Linked DNA regions of Mus musculus: region 2 is linked to region 1. Evidence: chromatin contacts called from public HiChIP or PLAC-seq data. All regions are on one chromosome and are shown on one strand. Each heading gives the region's core, a stretch centred on a gene start, on an enhancer-like site or on the middle of the called end of the contact. The rest is flanking DNA. Distances are from core to core; before and after follow the strand shown. Region 1 overlaps Nckap5 (NCK-associated protein 5). Region 2 overlaps Nckap5 (NCK-associated protein 5).

Evidence for each region. HiChIP or PLAC-seq counts read pairs in DNA pulled down with a chosen protein or histone mark.
Region 2: a contact with region 1 is called in an H3K4me3 HiChIP or PLAC-seq map of intestinal villus epithelium, with 5 read pairs. The contact joins two enhancer-like sites. A contact is called at or near these places in 1 of 484 Hi-C or Micro-C datasets (the N1E-115 cell line), 1 of 115 datasets of contacts at active chromatin or transcription factors (intestinal villus epithelium) and 1 of 9 other capture datasets (adipose tissue).

The regions. Positions count from the first base shown.
Region 1 is chr1:126,591,561-126,595,956 of GRCm38.p6, forward strand. All of the region lies in intron 2 of Nckap5 (NCK-associated protein 5), which reads right to left. Among named protein-coding and RNA genes, the nearest start is that of Nckap5, 240 kb to the right of the region's middle. Within about 2 kb of position 2,046, at least 27 of the 459 cell types and tissues checked have an H3K27ac peak or open chromatin away from gene starts, as enhancers often do. A contact at or near this core is called in intestinal villus epithelium, where this site is marked.
Region 2 is chr1:126,729,724-126,734,119 of GRCm38.p6, forward strand. The region is part of intron 1 of Nckap5 (NCK-associated protein 5); the gene reads right to left. Among named protein-coding and RNA genes, the nearest start is that of Nckap5, 99 kb to the right of the region's middle. Within about 2 kb of position 2,133, at least 3 of the 459 cell types and tissues checked have an H3K27ac peak or open chromatin away from gene starts, as enhancers often do. A contact at or near this core is called in intestinal villus epithelium, where this site is marked.

The sequences.
Region 1 (4,396 bases), core at 796-3,295:
TTAGGAGGCTTTGAGGGCTGCTGGTTTTATTTTATAAACTGAAAAACCTGAGGACCCAGAAAACATGACTGACATGGAAGCACTCGAGGCTAGGGCCAGGGTCTGCTCAACTGGTGTGTTTCCCTTCGTCTCACTGTTGAGAGACAGCAAACACTTGACTGAAGGCATGCCCAAAAGGGAGAAGCAGAAGCCTTGGTCTGGCCTCTAAGCTGTATGGAGCACCACAGACCAACGAATCAAATATCACTACCCTATTAGTAGAGTTTGATTGGCAGTGATTTTGTATTTGTTTTATTTTCTTTTTTCATGTCTGGGGATGGAACCCAGGTCCTGGCATTTGCTACCACCACTGAGCTAAATCCCGACTCTGTTTTCTTGTTTGTTTGTCTTTTGTTTTTTTCTGAGGAGAGCCCTCTGCATGAGTAGGTATTACAACTGTACCTGATTGGAAACACTCAGACAGGGCTGGAGTTATAGCTTGGCAGTCCAGAGCAGGTGCTTCTCTTGCAGAGAAGATCCCCGCACCTACACTGAGTGGATCACCAATGCCTTTGATCTTTGTGGGTGTCTTCATTCACATGTACAAAAACCTAGACATACATTTTAAAAATTAATCTTTAAACATGAGAATACTCAGCTAGAAGTCATACCTGTCCTGAACATTGCAGGACTGCCTTCCTCACTCTTCTGTCCTAAGCAACACATGTAACCGTTACTTACGGAGCACGTGTATTGCATTAGATAGCTGAGTAATTCAGGTTAATTATGAGGATTTAGGACAGGCATAAGTTATCTGCCATTATATATAAGTGACTTGTGCATCCTGGGACTCAGGGATCCTTGGGGGGGGGTTGGAAATGTTTCCTTACAGACACCGATGGAAGCTACACATTCTCTCTCTCTCTGTCACTCTCTGTCTCTGTCTCTCTCTCTGTGTCTCTCTCTCTCTCTCTCTCTGTCTCTCTTCCTCCCTCCCTCCCCCCTCCCCTCTTTCTCTCTCTGATTGCTCCTCTATACTACATTTCCATGACCTCTGCAGCTGACATCAGTTCTCCTCTCTGAAACTATAAACCCCTCCAGGCCAACGTGTATTCCCTCTGCATTCACTCACTCCCATCTCATCACTACAGGGTGACTCACACTATCCGGTTAATGCTCCCAAAAGTGATTGGCTGACATCTAATAATGTCTCATATTGTTTGTCAACCTGGCAAGAGCTACAGTCACCAGGAAATCATCTGTGAGCGTGCCTGTAAGGGATTTCCTAGACCAGGTTAACTGAGGTGGGAAGAGCCACCCTGAGTGTGGGAAGCACCAGTGTATCAGGTGTAGCCCAAGACTGACTAGAAAACAGAAAGGGAACTGAACAGCAGGGTACATCTCTCTCTGCTTCCTGATGGTGGATGCCATGTGACCATGCCTGCCTCCAATGATGAACTGTATCCCCTACAACTGAAAGCCAAATAAACACTCTCTCTTTTAAGCTGCTTCTTGTCAGGGTCTGACTGCAGCAATGAGAGAAGGATCTAATGCAGTGTCACCGCACTGGTGCCACAGGCAGAAGTGTCAGGGTTACCAGTTGCAGGCAGAGCCTTCTGCCTGCCCATTTTGAGACCCAGCCTCTGCCAGGAGACAAACATGGCCAGTAGCTGCTTTGACTTGTTACAGAATCTGACCTTTGAGATAAGATCAGATATAGACCCCACCCTACACGGCAGCCTGGCATGAAGCCCAGCCGAGCCCAGCGGGGACAGAGCACAGCCACAGCCGAGGGGCAGAGCCAAGGCTGAGAAATAACTCTTGGCTATTGTAAGCTACCACAACTCCTGAGCTGCTACTACTGCAAAAGCTGGTATCAGGAATCCCTCTTGAAACCAAATTCTCCATAGAGCCAAGGCTCAGAGACCAGCCCTGCATCAGTTTGGTCCTAAAGGCACAGTCCTTTTTGACATGAGGTGACAGTTACAGAAGTCTGACCTTGGTACTGGCTGTCATGAAAGCAAGCCTCAGACCAGATCTCCCTACTCATATGTAAACATTTATTAAGTAAGCAAGCTCTGGCAAGCAGGCATAAAGAATGCTCCTCATTTCCTGTCGCCCAAGCTCAGGGGAAGGGCTGTCTGTCTGTCTTTCCAGTTCTCCACCCACTGCTTTTCATGAAAGGTAGAGAGCAAACATCTCAGAGGCTTAAGCTTGTTACCCGTTTTAGTCAAGAATTAAAATTCTCTGCAGAAGAGCCCATGGCAAAGGAGGCACAGGCATTTAGACTGAGGTACTCTCCCTGTAGGGGCAAGCCAACCCTTCCTGGACTTAGACCTTGTTTATACAACAACAGTGATTATGCCTAAACTGGATGGAACTAAGCCATATCTGTCAAAGACTTAACATGCTAAACTTTACCAAGGAGACTAATACTCATCAGTATAACTAGCAAGCCAGCAATTTCAGAGTTTTTTCTATTCTTAATTATGTATAGATGTGTGTATGTGTGTGTGTGTGTGTGTGTGTGTGTGTGTGTGTGTGTGTGTTTGGGTGTGTGGGTGTGGTGTGGGTGTGGTATGTGCACGCACACTCGTGCATGCATGCTTGTGGGTACCTGTAGAAGCTAGAGGTAGGTGTCAGAATCTCTGAAGCTGCAGTTCAGGTAGTTCAGTGGGGAACTGAACTAAGGTACCCTGCAAGAGCAGCAAGTGCTCTTAATGAGTGAAGCATCTCTGTAGTCTAGAGGCAACTGCACAAACTGCCAACATTTTCAGAGGCTGTGTGTCTTAGTCAGGGTTTCTATTCCTGCACAAACATCATGACCAAGAAGCAAGTTGGGGAAGAAAGGGTTTATTCAGCTTACATTTCCACATTGCTGTTCATCACTTAAGGATGTCAGGATTGGAACTCAAGCAAATCAGGAAGCAGGAGCTGATGCAGAGGCCATGGAGGGATGTTTTTTACTGGCTTGCTTCCCCTGGCTTGCTCAGTCGGCTCTCTTATAGAACCCAAGATTACCAGCCCAGAGATGGCACCACCCACAAAGGGCCTTTCCCCCTTGATCACTAATTGAGAAAATGCCCCACAACTGGATCTCATGGAGGCATTTCCCCAACTGAAGCTCCTTTCTCTGCGATAACTCCAGCCTGTGTCAAGTTGACACACAAAACCAGCCAGTACACTGTGGTACCAGTGGATAGAGTGATGGTCCTGGTATGTATGAAGTTAGCTACCATCCTGAGAACACTGCCTAACTATCCATGGAATGAAGATTTTCAGTGAAGAAATTTGGAGGCTCTAAAAGTTGAGTAGCTTAAAATGGTCTGTCTTCAGAGGAAGAAAAGGAGCTGAGAAGAGAACATATTAGATAAGCTTGTCATCCCAGGCAGGGTTGAGGGCAGAGTCTGCAGAGACAGGCTGTCTGAGGACATGTGCAGAGTTGAGCAAGTTCAGATGGAAGAGCTCAATGAGCAGAGATGGATAGCAGGACGAGGAGATAAACAAATCAGAGGATGGGCCTAAGGCGGGAACCATTCAAACTGGAAGACACAGAGTATCCAGGAAGCAACAGCAAGGCAGGCACATTCCACCAAAGTTTTAACCCTCTTGGCAGGAATGAGGTGTTTCGAATAAACCTCACTCCTGGCTCCTTACTTGAGGATCAGACAATTGAAACAATTAATCTCAACGAATTTGAATTCTCCCCAACCCCAGCAATCTCATGCTATAAGAAGGAAAAAGGAGATACCTGGGACCAGTCAGAGAAGAAACAACTTGTCAGATGAACTTGCAGGGGGCAGTGGAGCAGTCCATGATGGATCCGTGATGGGCAGAGCCACACCTAGACCAGGACTGCTCATCTAGGCATATATAGTGCCCTCTGTTTAAAGCTAAGCCTCAAGTCGGGATAGCAATGGTGTGTCCCTTTTTCTGCTTCTCTTCCCAGCGTGGTTACATTGGTTGCATACTCCTTTCTCCACCCTTCATTGTTATTGTCTATTTGACTGGCTACTGAAGACAGGGCTGTCAGAGCCCAGGCTCTGGCCTTGACAACTCTGGTTACAGAAGCAGACACATGCCTGAGTCCCTGGGGCAGGCACTGTGATCACCACAACCTCCATGTCGACCTTCTCCACCTGGCTAACTTCACCCTGTGTGTTACCTGGCAGCCCCCAACAGACACCAGGCTTTCCCATTCACTTTAAAGTGGTAGAGTTGAAGACTTGGTGACCTCAAAGGCCATCTGAGTTTGTGCTATTTGTCTGGAACTGAGCACTGTGTGATGAATAAGAACTCAAGGACATATGCCAATCCTTGGGACTTAGGACACAGAGGTAGCATTAGGGACCATCTATGGTAACAGAACTACTTTGGGTGGCTTCCAAGAAAGATCAACGATCTTCTCAATATCATG
Region 2 (4,396 bases), core at 883-3,382, 140 kb after region 1:
GTTCACAGGTGCATGGGTACACTCTGTGTGTGTGTGTGTGTGTGTGTGCGCGTGCGCGCGCGCGCGTACACGCGCGCAGAGAAATCCACTTGATATTGGAGCTCATCCTCCATTGTTCTTCCACCTGACTCAATGAGGCAGGGTCTTCCAGACAAACCCAGAGCTTGCCCATATGACTAGCCTCCCTAACCAGCTTCCTCCAGGATCCTATCTCCACTGTCTGGGGCTGGAATTGGAGGGTGGCCGACATGCCAATCTGGCATTTATGTGGGTTCTTGTGACCCAAACTCTGGTCCTATTGCTTCCATGGCAAGTGCTGTATCCACTGAGCCATCTTCCCAGGCCACTAAGTTGAATTTTAAAGTGTGTAAAATACAGTAACCACAGACAATGGAATGATTTGGGGTATCGTTTGAACAGGTCTGGATCAGGTCTACGCTTCCAGATTCAATTTACCAAATGAAGCGTGTAGTCTTTGTGAGGCAGTTTGTCAGACAGGCATTTGACAGTAACACTTGTTCCCACATTTCAGAAATAACAGCTCTTCCTTCATTCAACACCATCATATTCATAGCTGTGTTATTATCCAGGCTTATGTTCCAAAACGGGCTTGGGACTTTACTCCTGAACTCAGTCCACTGGATTCTCACAGTGCATCCAAAGTCAATTCAAAGGGCTCACTAATCCAGTAATGTTTATTTCTAAGAGGAGAGATCAGGTTTCTTAGTCTGAAAAATACCAGGATTAATTTATGGAACAATAGGGAAGTACCTTGTATAATTAAGGCTTCCAAACTGACAGGACGCAGTTTGTTAGACAAGTGTGTTTCGAGGCATGGTAAACGTGTGGGTCATGCTCTGTGCACCCAAGAGATGTATTCTTTCATCTGTTAAGGAAGTGCAGTTGGGAGTCTGAAATTCTAAAGGCATTTCACCTTGTAAGATTAGAAAATGGAGAAAGAATGCTCTTGTTGTGTTGCTTCTGTTTAAGCAGTCCGGTGACTTTGCCCAGTGTTCAGCCTAAAGCTTTCTGGCTGTTTAAATCTCTGGATGTGATTCAGTCGGTAGAACAATTGCTTAGCATGCATGAGGTCCTGGACTTGATCCCTTAGCACCACATACACTGGGCATGGCTGTGCATACCTGTAATCCCTGTACTTGGTAGGGGAAAACAGGGAGATCAGCAGTTCTAGGTCATCCCCTTGTATACAATGACTTTGAAGCTAGAACAGGCACTATGAGACCTTATCTAAAAAAAAAAAAAAACAAAACAAAAACAAACAAATAACCCAAAGAAACAAAAACAACCCAAACAAACAAACAAAACCCAACAAAGACCAGTTTTCAACATCTCAAACCAACTTTACACCCTGACAAAATACATGCCAGTCTCTGGTAGATCACCTCCACACAGGTAAGACTTTCTTGCACTGTTTAGGGGAAAGCTAACTTGTGTGTTCTTTATAAGTCTTATGGGTTTTTTGTTGGTGGTGGTGGTGGTGGTTTTTTTGTTGTTGCTGTTGTTTGTTTTTTGTTTTTGTTTTTGTTTTTGTTTTTCCAGATCACATCATCTGTAGAATTGTCACAACTCCATTCCAAGGCACATACCTTTGGAACACACAGAAATGTTTATGGATGGATTAACAGCTCAACCAATAGACAGATAGGCTTCTGTAGCCTTGTATGTATGTACATGCAGTGCAAACTGCAATCTGAGAATGAAGCTTAGTGGGTTCAGCGCTCACCGGCCACATAAAGCCTTGGATTCCATTCCCAGCACATAATAAACTGGGTGTAGTGATTCACAGACACTGCAACCCCAGCACTAGGAGTTGAAACAAATTGTCCAAGAGTTCAAGGTCACCCTTAGCTCTATAGCATAGTTTGAAGCCAGCCTAGGATACAAGAGGTCCTGTTTCAAAACTGAAAGATTTGTTTCCATAAAGCACTACTGCTTTGGTGAACCTTGTGTAGGGAACCAAATACTACTTATAATTTTAATTTTTAATCTGATCTCTCAGCTCTCAGTTGACCAAGAAGAACCTACAAACACTCAGGCCAAGAACATAAGTGAGCTTGACAGTCAGAGCCATAAACCTGAGCTAATCCACAGTAGATTCATGGATGAGTGATAGGAAATGGGTCTGTCTTTATGACCCACAGAGGCTGAAGGGCAAAACCATGAGCACCTGATCCATGGTACATGTGACACCAAAGGACTGGGCATTGGCTTCTGACAATTCTGAAGACACAAACATGTCACTGGTTCATCTGGCTGACACTTAGATGTGTTCACCTGACTTATCAGTGTTCTAGGACAGTTGGTCTCAGGCAGAGGTGAATGACCCACACTGCATTCCAGGTGAGCCTCTTTAAGGCAATCAGCCCTGTACACCCACAGAGAACCACACTGAGAGGTGAGGGGAGTCGCAGACTTGAATCTTGACTCTTCTTACTATCCATATGACCTGTGCATGGAATTCAGACTCTCTGAACATCAATTTTCTTCCCTTGGGTGTTCAAGTAAGAATCTTAGTGAGGTCACACATGGAAATCACACATGAGACTACACAACACTTAGCTGGGGAATCACTCCATCATGCTTGTAGGAAAGAAACAGTTTAATATGCTGTTACAGTGCCTACCAACCACACATCTATGCCTTTTTTCTTATCCTCTGACATGGACTGGGTGCCGTGCTGCGTTATGCACTAAATCACAGATTTTTCAGTTCATGATTCCAACCTCAAACTCACTAGAATCCAGTGGTAAATGTGGAAGAAGAGATTATTTTAAAACTTATTTTATATTGTGCATTAAAAATATTTATTGCACTTTAAATTATAGTGTGTGGGGGGGGCGCTTAAGCATGTGAATACATTTACCTGCAGGGGCCAAAGGAGGGTATCAGACCTCATGCAACTATAGCTAATGGTGGTTGTAAGCTCCCTGTTAAGATGCTAGGAACCAAACCCAGATCCCCCGGAAAAGCAGCAAGTGCTCTTAAGCACTGAGCTGTCTTACTATTTTAAATGGGGTTATAGCAATTAGGTGTCCGAGAGAGTCGGGCTCTCACCAGGTGCGATCACTTCACTGAATAGCAGCAAACACAGACAGAATGGCAGATGGGTGGAAAGACTGCAGACTCCTCCCAGAAGTGGGCGGGATACATGGCTTGAGCAAGGAGGAGAACTAGGAATGGTTCCAAGATAGTGTCATGAGAAATATCCAGACGGAGGAGTTTGGTGGGAATGGAGGAACTTGGGAAACAATATCCATTCGTGTACTCAATACACAATCTACTAAAGGCAGGAACACACACAGCAGGACTTAAGTTCATAGGAGTCTGCCCTGTGACCCACAAAGGCTGAGGGGTAAAACCAATGAGCACACTTAACCATGGGACACGGGACACCTGACTTATCCATGGGATGTGACACACCTGACTGTGGTGAGGGAGGGAAGAAAGCCTGGTCCTAGGATGGGGAGAACAAAGGTCTGGAGACAAATCAGGTGCAAAGGGAAGTGCCACTGGCCAACTTCAGGAGGATGAATGTGGAGAAGTACTGAGGAGCATTTCGATCCAGAACATTCTGCCACCAGATAGCAGCTCCCAATAGCAGAACAGTGAGCTCCATCTGTATAACCTGAGGAATCTCCTACTAAACCTGCAAAGGACTCCCACCTGGGAGATTCTGAATTCTTAAATCTGGAAAGGGGCATAGACGTGGAAAAGACAAATAAAGACCACAAATGATACACTTCAGTATGTGATACATACCTCATTCTGTGATAGTGTTGAAACTCTGTTTATATGAATGGGTATCTATATGGATAAGTGTGATACTTATGGGCAATTATTGCATGTGTACCAAGTTTGAAGCTATTTAATATATAATATATTATATTTAATATATTATTATAATTATTATATAATCAATATCACACAGTATTTTATATTATGTATTAATAAATTATATAATATAGTATATAATTTTATCATTGTGTATAATTTTATATAACTATTATGTAATATATAATTTTATATAATATCATATATTATACATTAATATGTTATAATTATTAATATATAAAATATTGTGTATGTGTGTGTATTGTTAATGTGTGCATCTGTGTATGTATGAATCTATCTGAGTGTAACATGTGTGTATGTAATGTGTGCCCAAATGCATGTGTGGGTACCTGTACTGGTGATCACTCCGAATGCCAGAGAAAGATGTTACATTTTCTGTTTTATCCCTTACCACCTTCTTGAAACCAGGTCTTTCACTGAACCTGGAGCTAGTCTAGCAGCTAGCAAGCCCCACCAAACTCCTAACTCTATCCCCAAAGACCTAATGCCTGCTCTTTCAGGTGAGACTTAGAATCGACTTAGG